Regions from separate parts of the Mus musculus genome. Here regions 2 and 3 are each linked to region 1. Evidence: chromatin contacts called from public Micro-C data. All regions are on one chromosome and are shown on one strand. Each heading gives the region's core, a stretch centred on a gene start, on an enhancer-like site or on the middle of the called end of the contact. The rest is flanking DNA. Distances are from core to core; before and after follow the strand shown.

What was found. A called contact is a pair of places that touch in the nucleus more often than the background predicts.
Region 2: a Micro-C map of embryonic stem cells shows a contact between it and region 1, with 2.1 times the contacts expected there. The contact joins the promoter of Asb8 here to the promoter of Col2a1 in region 1. A contact is called at or near these places in 4 of 39 promoter capture datasets (the 3T3-L1 cell line, the C10 cell line, hematopoietic stem and progenitor cells and 1 more), 1 of 15 datasets of contacts at CTCF or cohesin (the NIH/3T3 cell line), 3 of 484 Hi-C or Micro-C datasets (embryonic stem cells and nephron progenitors), 11 of 115 datasets of contacts at active chromatin or transcription factors (astrocytes, embryonic limb bud, embryonic stem cells and 2 more) and 2 of 9 other capture datasets (adipose tissue and liver).
Region 3: a Micro-C map of embryonic stem cells shows a contact between it and region 1, with 2.1 times the contacts expected there. The contact joins the promoter of Rapgef3 here to the promoter of Col2a1 in region 1. A contact is called at or near these places in 1 of 39 promoter capture datasets (hippocampal neurons), 1 of 484 Hi-C or Micro-C datasets (embryonic stem cells), 1 of 115 datasets of contacts at active chromatin or transcription factors (embryonic stem cells) and 2 of 9 other capture datasets (adipose tissue and pancreatic islet).

What each region holds. Positions count from the first base shown.
Region 1 is chr15:98,002,868-98,007,132 of GRCm38.p6, reverse strand. It overlaps Col2a1 (collagen, type II, alpha 1), which reads left to right and starts at 2,409. Exons shown (of 54, transcript NM_031163.3): 1 at 2,409-2,724. The coding sequence starts at 2,640.
Region 2 is chr15:98,143,650-98,147,732 of GRCm38.p6, reverse strand. Asb8 (ankyrin repeat and SOCS box-containing 8) reads left to right here and starts at 2,031. Exons shown (of 4, transcript NM_001170710.1): 1 at 2,031-2,132.
Region 3 is chr15:97,765,151-97,769,125 of GRCm38.p6, reverse strand. It overlaps Rapgef3 (Rap guanine nucleotide exchange factor (GEF) 3), which reads left to right and starts at 1,460. Exons shown (of 28, transcript NM_001177810.1): 1 at 1,460-1,731; 2 at 2,152-2,364. The coding sequence starts at 1,726. It overlaps Rapgef3os2 (a long non-coding RNA gene), which reads right to left. Exons shown (of 3, transcript XR_384421.2): 2 at 1,235-2,458; 3 at 289-751.

The DNA of each region.
Region 1 (4,265 bases), core at 1,160-3,659:
AGTCCTGGCTGCTGTTTTTATCAGCATGGTCCTTCTCGCTTCCCAGTGTTAGAACCTCATGATGCTCTGCAAATTCTCTACCATCGAACCACATCCCAGTTCCCTTGCTGCGCTCCTTATGTTTTCTGGAAACAGCTGCTCCATTTGTGTGCATCAAGCTAGTAAGGTCAGATGACACTACCTTTGTTAACCATGAGCTATGTTAACCACGGACTGTCAGACACCCAGTAAGAAGGACGCATAAGTTCCCGCCAACTAGACTGTCCCTTTTCCGTTCTTTTCAGTCCCATCTCCGTGCTGTGTAGGAGGAGACTCTAGAGTTGGCCGTGGAATCTCAGTGATTTCTATTTATTCCAGCTTCGTCCACTTCAACTCTAGTTCAAATCTGGTAGTTATTACTTTTTTTTTTTTTTTTTTTGAGACAGGGTTTCTCTGTGTAGCCCTGGTTGTCCTGGAACTCACTCTGTAGACCAGGCTGGTCTCAAACTCAGAAACCTGCCTGCCTCTGCCTCCCAAGTGCTGGTATTAAAGGCGTGCAACACCACTGCCCTGCCAATTTTGTTTTTAGTTGCAGGAACTGGAGAGCTGAATTGAGTTCTTTTATGCAGATATTGCATATATATACATATATGTGTGTATATATGTGTGTGTGTACATGTTTGTCTATGTATATATATAGGCAGAAAAACAACGCACTCTAAATATATTAGGAAGGGCAGCTCAGAGACCCAATGAAATCTGTAAAGATGTGTGAGAGTTACAAACTGACTTCCAAGCCAAGACTGGACACCTATGGTCCAAAGAAGACTTGGGCACTGCAGACTTAAAGCCACCTTTCTAGCAGAGACTGAGGCAAAAGGATCTAGCATTGAACGAAAATCCTTGAATAGCCTGGGAAGGTGTAAGAAAGACTCAAGCAACCCCCACCCTAGACTGGTTGAAACCCAGTGGCATTTTACATTAAAAAACAAACAAACAAACAAACAAACAAACAAACAAAACACTCTCTACTTCTCCAGCCAGTACACTTGCAGGGAAATTACGTTCTACACACTCGAAGTTCTTTGTTTCCATCCTGAGAAACCCCAAAGTCTGAGGTGGTGTGGTGTGCTGGGTAAGCCCCCACACACTCCAGCATTCCCTGGGAGTGTCGGTCAGGTCCATAGAGGTGGCTTCTCCCAAGGACTTCCAGCTTCCTGGAGGAAAGCAACACAGAAACCCACTTCGAGACAAAGGAGTTACTGCTTAAATCAGGTCTTAATTTCCAAGTTTCACTTTGCTTAAAGTTCACCGGAGGACCATCTCACTCCTGAAGGAAAGATGTATTTGGGGACTCATCCTCACCCTCTTGTTCTCAAAGGAGACTTCCGGGAACATAGCAAGGGCTAGGCCGAACCTCCGCAGTTTGGGCTAAGGTGGGGGGGTGGGGAGCAAGGAAGGTAGGTGAGGCTGGAGGTCCAGGGATAGGGGAAGACTTGGAGAATGAGGTTGGGGTGGGGGAATAACTAGGAAACTCTGGCGCTTTCCCCGCCCCTCACAAAGCCGAGTCCAGCTGGAGCCACCTCCAGACTCTCTGGCCAGAGCCTCAGAGTGGCCAACAGTCCCTGGCCAGCGGTTGCTCTATCCAGGCTAAGGGCACCCACTCCCCTGGAGATTCCTGAACCTGGGCCAGGAAGAGCCGAACTAGACAAGCGTCTCCAATCCATCCCGTTTTGTCCCCGGGGTTGTCTGCAGTCCCGTTAGTCCCTTCCCTGGCCTGTTCGCCCCTTAGACCTCCACACAGGTCTCCCTCTGTGTAGGAATTCACCAGACCCTGTCCTAGCCACCCGCTCAGTTCCCCCTTCTACCTAGGCCTTTTCTAGCTAGTTGGATGGGGGATGGGTTAGGGAGGCTGTGGTCCCCGAGACTCCAGGTGGGAGCTCACGGGCAGGTACTCCGCAAAGGAGCTGGAAGGCAGGTCTGGAAAACTGTCCCCCAGATTTAGGATTCTGGACAACGTCCATCTGCTCATGCTTTGGTCCCCCACGCACCTCCCCGCCTCCTAAATTCCCCATCCCCACCTTTCTTGCTCCTTTCTGTTGCTTCGTCCTCTCTGCCTTGGGTCTAAAACTCCAGGCTTATGCCTCTGCAAACAACCCCCTCCCTTCTAACCCCAGCAGAACTCCGAGGAAAGGGGCCCGATGCTCCCCCCCTTCCCGCCTGTGGTTAGAGGGGGCAGTGTGGCAGTCCCAAGTGGGGGCGACCGGAGGCTGTCTCGGTGCCCCGCCCGATCAGGCCACTGGGCACATTGGGGGCGGGAAGCTGGGCTCACGAAAGGGGCGACTGGCCTTGGCAGGTGTGGGCTCTGGTCCGGCCTGGGCGGGCTCCGGGGGCGGGGTCTCAGGTTACAGCCCCGCGGGGGGCTAGGGGGCGGCCCGCGGTTTGGGCCGGTTTGCCAGCCTTTGGAGCGACCGGGAGCATATAACTGGAGCCTCTGCCGGGGGAAGACGCAGAGCGCCGCTGGGCTGCCGGGTCTCCTGCCTCCTCCTGCTCCTAGGGCCTCCTGCATGAGGGAGCGGTAGAGACCCGGACCCGCTCCGTGCTCTGCCGCCTCGCTGCGCTTCGCCCGGGCCAGGCTCTGCCAGGCCTCGCGGTGAGCCATGATCCGCCTCGGGGCTCCCCAGTCGCTGGTGCTGCTGACGCTGCTCATCGCCGCGGTCCTACGGTGTCAGGGCCAGGATGCCCGTAAGTCGCCCGCCGCCCCTGCCTACTTCCCTGACTTGTGACCCTTTTCCTCCTACTCCCTCCCCCAAGTACTGGTCCGGGTTAGGGCGCTAAGTCCTAAGCGCAGAGTATACAGGAGTACACTGATCCTAATTCTGCGAGTAAGGACCTCTGTCGCAGCATCTTCAGTGAGAGTCACGATTGGAGACTTTCTCAGGTCCCTGCGTTAAGCAAGGATATGCAACAGGTTTGAACACAGACGCATCACCTTCCACCAGCTTTGACCAGGACGTTTCGAGCTCAGTAAAAGAAGCCCCACACTTAAAAGTAGGAGAGAAATCGAGAGACGCCTACGGGTTGATTTATCAGCCTAGTCTAGGGGTTAGACGCTGCAGAACTCAAAGGGGCGCTAGACAAAGAACTAACTCTGACCCTGATGGGTTGAAATCTGAGGCCACAAAGAAAAAGCGGCTCCCGGCGACTTCAGCGCAGCTCTCCAGTCCCCTCCGCTATCAGGCTGGCCCACAGTAAGGTGCAGCCGGGCAGCCCTTCTTTGAAACTCGGCTCTCCCCTTGCCTCCGTTAGGCTGCAGGAATTTGACACTGAAAAACGTTGACATTGCAAACAGACCTGCTTTCCAAATGTGTCCCCAAGAGCACCCACCCGCACACACACACACTGTATACCCTACAATGAGTTACTTTACAGCGTGTGTAGCCGTGGATGGATATGGGGTCAGGCTAGTGACCTGCGTATGGCTATCGTTAGAGGTGGCAGCTGTATAGCCTCGGTCCAAGGGCGGTTCCCGCACCTTTCCATCTCCTCCCTGGGTAAGATCCACTGTCTGGGATTATATTCAGGACAACCGAAGCCTGGAAAGTGTATTAGGTAGAGAATTTTCTTCCACGTGTTTGGGCACGTTTCCGACGGGTAGGGTTCCAGCCCTGTCTTTCTCTGTATGTTACAGACTGTTAATCAATCGCAGGTGAAACTGTTTGGACAGTAGGTGGGGATCAAAGACCCTCTGCCCGTGAGACTCTGTGCTCTTTCCCCTGCCACCAGGCTGTCTCCAGAGATGCTTTAGAAGGAGGCGGGCCCGGGCGGACTTTTTGCTCTTTAGCTTGGCGGACCCGGCGGGGGGCAGGGCTAGAGCGGGGAGCGCTGCCGCGAGAAGCCCGGGATAGCACTTTCCGACCCCGCCGCGCAGGGTGGCAGGGTGGCGAGCTAAGCCAGAGTCCTGCGTTCGAGCTCTGGGGGCGGGGGTGGGGGGGCATCGAAGTGTTTGTATGTGGTCTGAGATAGGCCTGACTGTATTTTTTGTCCTAAACTTTCAAGCACACACCCCACAAAGCTGCGGTCTTGACCGGTGTTCTTTATGGAGCGCAGTGGAGTGAACTGAGCGTCTTAACGCTTTCTCGAATTCTTCATCTGATAGCAGAGGCGCTCGCTTAAGTGTCAAAGAGCTCTCTCTCACTGCTGCAACCTTTTTGACAGAGTGAATTCCACAGCTTTGTATGAGTGTGGGTGGGTGGGGGGAGGTTGTCTAAAACTTTCGGTCTCTT
Region 2 (4,083 bases), core at 782-3,281, 140 kb before region 1:
GATTTTTTCCCCATAATCTAAAAGCTTTAATATTTACTGCTCAATAAATTTGGGGATTGCGTAGAGGAAAGGAGAGCAACCATCAGGACATAGAATTGTCTTCTCAAAAAAAAAAAAAAATTCCCAGTGCAACAGGAATTAGAGACATTTTTTGAATAGTTTGTCTAAAAAAGAAGAAAACCAAGAACAACATAAAATAGAAAAAAGGACAAAAACAATATTAGATTTTATTTTATTTTTTTGGTTTTTGAGACAGGGTTTCTCTGTGTAGCCCTGGCTGTCCTGGAACTCACTCTGTAGACCAGGCTGGCCTCGATCTCAGAAATCTGCCTGCCTCTCCCTCCCAAGTGCTGGGATTAAAGGCATGCGCCACCACTGCCCGGCTCAAATATTAGATTTTAAATGTGACAAGAAGTCAATGTTTTACAAATAGGCAATGTTATAAAGATTTCATGTTACTATTCTAATTTTTCTGTATGTTTGAATATTTTTATAAAAATATTAAAATTTAAAATTGAGAATCATTATTGTCCTTATCTTTCTTCAGGAAGAAGAAGAAAAAAAAATAGAACAGACACTGTAGGCTTTGCAATTTTATAATGAAGTGCTCTCAAGCTCCATTTTGTAGTACAGTACCATGACGATAGCTATACAGCGGTTTGAAATTGGGCAAGTGAGAAAGCATTTGGGAAGCAAGACTTTGTTTTTTACTTAAAATCAAATTTTCTAGAAATAGAAGGATATTTAAGTATTATTACAGCCAATGAAAGACCCACAATGTGAGGGCTCCCCCACGTTCTGACTCAGGAGAGGCGACACCCCAAAATCACCCACAAGAAACGGGTCTTGCTGCAAATTGCAAGAGGATTTTTATTCAAGAGCGCTCTCGGGCCCATGGTCATACACCACGCAGGGGTAGAGGACCGTGGCGCCCTGAGTAGCTGGGTAAGGGGGTATTTAAAGGAAGAAACCGAAACTTAAGGAAGTGGGGAGGGTGTTGTTGGAAGATACCAAAGATACCAGTTAAGAGTCACAAGGAAGTGTAAAGTTACAAGAGTCACAAGGAATACCTGGTAATTGTTAACTCTCAAGACAGCTTCTAAGAGCCTCTAACAATAGCACATTTGCATTGCAGGTTCTGGTAATGGCCAGGGTGACTTTCTTTGAATGAGCACTCTTTGAACCCAGGAAGCGGGTGGGTAGAGGAATGTTGCTCTCTTTTTTGATTAGCATACCTTTACAAAGGCCACATTCCCAAGCCTGGGCCTAAAGGCCTAGAATTCTGTTTTTACGTTGTTATACTTTCACCAACACTCAAGAAAGATAATACTCGGAGAAATTGAGCGAAATACATCAGTCTCAAAGCCAATGCCCGAACCCTGTACTCTTCCTTCTGTGTTGGGTCATTGAACTACAGCTGGCCCAGAACCTCCGAAGAGAGGTGACTGCCACCCTCCAGGTTACAGTACTTCATCTTGCTAGATCCTTAGACCCTCTGCTGTGTACAAGTGCAAACCTGCTTTTGTTATGTAGTGGGTAAATTCTGAGAGAGAGAGAGGGAGAGAGAGAGAGAGAGAGAGAGAGAGAGAGAGAGAGAGAGAGAGAGTTAGTTCAAATAAGCTGGGCTTCCTCAAATCAAGATTGAGAGGCAGTCACCAGCAGCTTGCTCTGTCAATTATGTGACGCTTGTACTCTGAAATGGATGATGCTAAGCAGAGAAGACGGTGGGGATGTGGTGCCAGGACTGTTTGCAGATATAGACTCTGGGAGGCAGACTAATGGGATGCCCTGGTCCACACAGACGCAGACTTATAAGAATAGGCTTAAAATTCGGGATTTTCCTCCACCATTGGACCAGGACACGAGGCCAGAGGCTAGGAGTGATCTAGCGATCGCGCCCACGTCCTATAAGCAGCGACAGGGGAATGCGTCCAGCTCCTTAGGAAAGTTTTAAGAACCCACCAACGTCCACAGTCTGCGCAGGCGCACTCGGCTCGCTCACACTGGCCTGCGCGCAGGCGCCCACGCACTCGGCCGGCTTGCGCTGTAAACCCCGGGGCTGATGCGAGCCGCTTCTGCTTCCGGGTCACGCCTTGACAGCGGCTTCCCGGACCGATCTGACCCGCGGTTCGGTGAGTGCGGCCGTGAGTGCGGGACGGTGTTGAAGCCAGCCCCCCTCCCCACCCCCAAGTCGGTGCTTCGCAGCCTGTGAACGCCCCTTAGCCGCCTGCCCGGCCTCTGTGCCTCCGGACCCGGCCACCGTTCCCGGCCTTTGCGGGTGGTGGGGGCGGGGGCTGGTCGGCGCCCCGGGGTGCAGGCTGAGACTCCCGGGACTCGCCCGGATTGCTGTGAGCGCCCGGGGGTCCCTGCCGCAAGGGACGCAGCAGCCCTGGCCTTTGCTGCCCTGGCCCCCGCCCCTCTCCGTCCGTCTGTCCGTCCAGACCCGGCAGCTGCGAACCTCCAGCTGTCCGCGTCCTGGGATTGGGAGCCTCCGGCCAGGCCAAGGGTCACCGCGGGGGCGAGGCCGACGCCGGCCCTGAGCAGGGTCTGTTGAGTGTATTTGTGCATTGCTTTAAAAAAAAAAAAAAAAAGTTTTCTGTACATTCCATAGGAGGGAGAAGAAAAAACAGGGCATGGAGCAAACGAGTCACAGCTGAGGGAAGGACCCACCGGGGTCAGATTGCAGGGTTGCTGGCCTCGGGGGCCACAGGGAAGTTGATTATCTTGATCTATCCTGACAGCAGATGCTGTCCTTGCGAAAGGCACACAGTTTCACCTGGAGCTTCAAGGTAGAGTTCTTAGCCTGGAAGCCAGGAACATCCATAAAATGAGTGCAGGGTTTAGTGCCATCTGCTTAATGTACCAGGAACTTACACAACCACATCAGGTCAAGCCTTCTGCTTTGTCCCCTCTGACCAACACCGTTGCTGAAACCCGGACTATACCTTTGCGCCCACCCCACCTCCCAACCCCATGCTTTTTTGTCCCCTTTGTTACAAAGTTTAAGAAAAAAAAAACAGGATTTGCCGAATTCTAAGCCATACCCACAGCCTCGCATACCTTTCAGACAGCTGTTAATGGCTACTGATTAGCAAAAAGAAACTAGAGTTTATACTACATTATCGAATGTATAAAGGGATAACCCATCGCAAATTTGCGCTTCTTAGTAGTTGCATGTGTAATTATATATATATATTCTACAGTAAAGCTTTTGCTTCTGAGTCACACCCTGACAGCAACTTACCTAACCCAGGGGTTTGGTGAGTCCGATCCTGGGTGCTTGATGCTGTGATGCCAATTCAAATATGGATTTAACAAATTTATATTGAGGACCAGCATGTGCCAGGCACTACTTAAAAACCTTCTCATAACCTTTACTCTTAGGGGTGGGGTTGATTTTTTTGTTTGTTTGTTTTTCGAGACAGGGTTTCTCTGTGTAGCCCTAGCTGTCCTGGAACTCACTTTGTAGACCAGGCTGGCCTCGAACTCAGAAATCTGCCTGCCTCTGCCTTCCAAGTGCTGGGGATTAAAGGCGTGTGCCACCACGCCCGGCATTCTTTCCAGTTTTTGATAGGTGCTTTTTTTTTTTTTATAAGGATGCACCACCTCAATAGCTGTTATTTAACACATCTTCCATAGTTAAAGCTTTTATTGTAGTTGAATCTAAATACGTTGAATTATTTTCTTTCACCGCTCATCCTAGAATTCTCTACCATAACGTAGTTTCAACACATTTGCACAGCCATATTTCTCAGGCATGTTGACTAGCCAGTTATTAAAATGTTTTTATTTTAAATCTGCTTATTACCCAGAATTGGAAGTATTTTTTTATTGGCTTGAAGTTTTAAAGATTTGTGTTGATTCCAGAGTGGTTCTATGCTTACTTTCCCCACTGCCCGGCTTTTTTTCTCCTTTGAATATTTGAAAATATTTTACGGGCTGGTGGGATGGCTCAGTGGGTAAGAGCACCCGACTGTTCTTCCAAAGGTCCAGAGTTCAAATCCCAGCAACCACATGGTGGCTCACAACCATCTGTAACGAAATCTGACGCCCTCTTCTGGTGTGTCTGAAGACAGCTACAGT
Region 3 (3,975 bases), core at 211-2,710, 240 kb after region 1:
GTGGGGCAGCAGGAATAGGAAACACCCCCTTCCTACTCCACAGTTAGTTTCAGAAAACTCTTTTGCAAGACCTACTAGGGCAGATCCAGCATCCTGACTGCGGCCACCATTTCACCTACAACTGCACATGCGAGACACTACCCACCCATCTCCTCTCCTTTTAAGCCAAGTATACGAGCTATTCTTCGAATTGTAAGGCAGACTTCTTTCTAGGTTTCCCTCTTTCCTCACAGGGGCAGAGAAATCTTCACTAGTGTGCCTCAAAGGGTGGGCACTACAGACGACCTGTTTGTTCAAAATGTTCATTCAAAGCTCAGACTTTCCATTTCATGCCAATAGGATGGAACCAGAATTTGAGGAGTTAAACCAGTCGTGCCCTTGGGGAGAGAAAAACTGTTGAGACACACACACATTTAAATTCAGTTTTTAAATGATGGTTAAAGTTCTCAGTTCTGGGTGGAAATGGGCTTAGCTATGCTGGATTTAGCCCTCTCTCCCGCTTCCTGGCTTAATGGCAGTGGGAAAGAAGAGAGGAGGCTAGAAAGCTTTAAAACGCTGGGGTGGAACCTGTGCCTTCTTCTAGACCCTCATCAATGTCCTGAGCAATCACCGGGCGCCACGGAAATCACCGTCCCTGGTCACAGTCTGTCCACTAGGAAGCAGGAGCGAGTGAGACGAAGTGCGAAGTGCCGGCCATCTGTGCGGAAGGGGCAAAGAGGCCCAGGGAGGAGGTGTGCTCTGCCTTCACCACCTAGCCGGGCATAGGGGAGCATTTGGGGGGCGGGGCATGGCCCCAAAGCCCAGGCTGTCTTTGAAACTCTGCAACAAATCCGAGTCCCGGCACAGTAAATCCAACCACTTGTCTCTCTCTCCATCTGGAATGCAGTCCCTCCCCGCCAGCCTCAATTTCCCCACCCGCGCCAGTGTATGCGTTTGGGAGGGCAAAGGTGGGAAGCCAGGCAACGAGATTCCCCCACGGGAAGGCTGCCCAGTTCCAGCCCCGGGCTGCTGGAAACCCTGAACCCAAACGGGAGGCCGGACGCCCCAGGCCAGGAAGCGGCCCCAGCCCGGATTTCCCTCCCGGGTGGGGCCGCCATGACTCACTCCCTCCCCCTTCCCTAGTTTCCTTGTTTGCATTTCTCCTCTTGGCCACGTGGCGGCGGGTGCAGCCATCACCGCCCCTAACCCGGCACCCGGGCAGCTGCAGGGGCAGATACCCTAAGGCACTTCCTACCCGCTGAGGCTTCGGGACAGGAGCTTGAACCCACTGACGTAGTCTCGGGTAGGGACTCCATCAGCTGTTGGTTCTGCCCCTTCCCCTATGCCCACCCCTACCGTAAAGCTCGTGCCTGCTCCCCGCCCCCTCGGCCTGTCCGGGGAGGGGAAGGGGCGGGCAGCGCAGGGGGTGTGACAGCTCCCGCCCGGACCAGTGCCAGCTGCAGCTTCGCTTGAACGCCCTGTGCCAGCTGGCTCTTACATCTGGGACGGAGGCGGAGGCTTGGAGTTCTTAGCCTTTGGGAAGGGGTGGGGGCTGCCCCACACCCCCAGCCCTCTATTCACCCAGGACAAACCCTATCTGCCTAGCCCTGCATCTTGCTGCTCCAGGCAACCTGTCTGACTAGGGGCTGGCCCTTCGCTGCATCTCGGGACTCACACTCATACCGCTCCAGGGATCCTGCAGCCTCTTGCTAGGGCGAGCACCGCGGTGTGAGCTGGAGAAGAAACATGAAGGTAAGGTGGGCCGGAGTCAGGGCCAAAGAAAGCTGCTGGAAAGGGCGGGAGAGGAAGCCGACACGTGGGGGAGTTTGGGTGGGAGAGAGTGGCGGGGAGGAGAATTTGAGGAAAAGCTGCTTCTGGGGATCTAGTGTGTGTACAAAGGTGGACATGCCTTCAGGACATGGGTAGTGAGGTGGGGCCGAATTCCAGCCAGAACTGAGAAGAGCCCCATCGTTGTGAGTTGAGTGGAGACCCCTAGGTGCGCCAAGCCAGCAGGACCCGGGGCAGGTCTTCCTGTCCCTCCCCCGGCTCCTGGCAGGGTTGCCGCACCTCCGCATGACCAGTCCAAGTCCAGAGGACGCTAAGCCAGGGGTGGTAGTGGGGAGGTCCAGCTCCTCCGGCCGATGGCTGTCCTCTTTCCTCCCCACATCACAGGTCAGCTGGCCAGGTGAGAACCACTGGCAGGTGGGCCCAGCTGTGGTGGAGAGTCCAGCTGTGGGGGCACCGCAGGTGGGAGGTCTCCCGGACGTGGTTCCGGAGGGCACGCTGCTCAATATGGTGTTGAAGAGAATGCACCGTCCCCGCTGCTGCTCTTACCAGCTAGTGTTCGAGCACCGGCGCCCCAGCTGCATCCAGGGACTCCGCTGGGTGAGTACCGGCCATCTGCCAGGCTGGGTCAGGGCTGGAAGAGTCGGGATTGTAGTGCTGGTGGGCCAGGCAGCTTTCTCCAGAGCAAATTCATCTGGGTGAAGAGAAGGCATTGAAGTTTGGTGGCAGTGTGTGTTTTGCTGGTCACACAATGAGCCTGTATGCCTGTATGCCCCGTGTGTATGGCATGCTGCGCTGCCCCATTCAGCCACCGGTGGGTGAGCAGGAAAGGGTTTTATCATTTATCCATCACTTCCATGTGCCAGGCATGGGCTTACATGTTTGAGTTCTTTCTGTGAGGCAGTGGGAGATGTGGGGCTAGGTCAAATGGGGGTGAAATTAGCTTGGTTACTGTTCCTGACACATCACCGTGGCAACGGTCTCCTTTTGTGAACAATTGAACTGGGCTGAATCTGTTTTTTGGCTCCTGGGGTGAGGTATTTGCGTGGATAAAGCTTGGCACCGGCCACGGGGGACTGAAGAGGTTTCAGGGTGGAGAAGGACTGCTGAAGGAAGCCAGTGAGAAAGACAGGGCTAGGGAGGGGGAAGCCAGGAACCAGGCTCCAGGCTCCAGGAGTCTTCTCTTTCCAACTACTGGGCACAACAGTCCTGTCTGTATGCTCTCTCTCTCTCTCTCTCTCTCTCTCTCCCTCTCCCTCTCCCTCTCCCTCTCTCTCTCTCTCTCTCTCTCTCTCTCTCTCTCCCTCTCTCTCTCTCTCTCTCTCTCTCTCTCTCTCTCTCTCTCTGTGTGTGTGTGTAGGGGGCAGAGGGTACTGTGTGGACGGTGGAGAGAAGACAGGAATGGGTGACAGTCTTAGAGAGGATCATCTCTCACCAGCAAGTCTTTTTGAGTAAAAAAATATCATCATTGGTTATCTCCTTTTCCTACCTTGTCCAAACACTACTTCCATTTCTAATAGAGGACACTGGGCTGAGAAAGCCCCAGGTGGGTCTAGAGGAGACCCTTGGACACTGGAGTTGAGTCCCTGCTAGCCCCTCTCTCCCTGCGTCTTTCTGATAGGGGCGGGGATGGGAGGGGAGGCTTGTCCTACCCCACAACCCTACACAGGCTCTGGGTCAGTCCAGTAGTTCCTGCTGCAATCTAGCCGGCTGGAACCCGCCCTCCCTTTCAGGCTATAATTACTTGTGCATTTCCTGTCCCCTTCCCAGCTTGGGGAAGCTAGGTAGGGGGTAGGAGAAGGTCAGTTACCGGGACAATGAGGTCACTGGGGAATTTCTTGGGATCGGAAGTTTGAGAGGGTGGAGAAGTCCTCTTCAATCTCGTTCTCCCCTAAGACCTCAGAAAGGACGGGCCAGATTGTGTGGGGGCTGCTGGGGTGTAAAGGGGGTCAGAGGTCTGAAAGCAAGGCCCTCTTCTGCCAGGTATGGAGGCAATGGGTCTAGGCTGCTTGGAATAACTGTTTCCCCTCTCCCCACCACGCCCATCCCTATGAGTGGAGTGAGGTAGGTTCAGCCTGGACATAAGAGGCTCTCTGACCCCCATGGAGGCTGCACCTCTTGGCTCTTTTGTGGCTCTTTTGATTCGTGAAGTGTTCCTGTGACACTGCAAGTGGCAGCAGGGTGTGTGCATGCACGGGCTGAAGAAGGCTC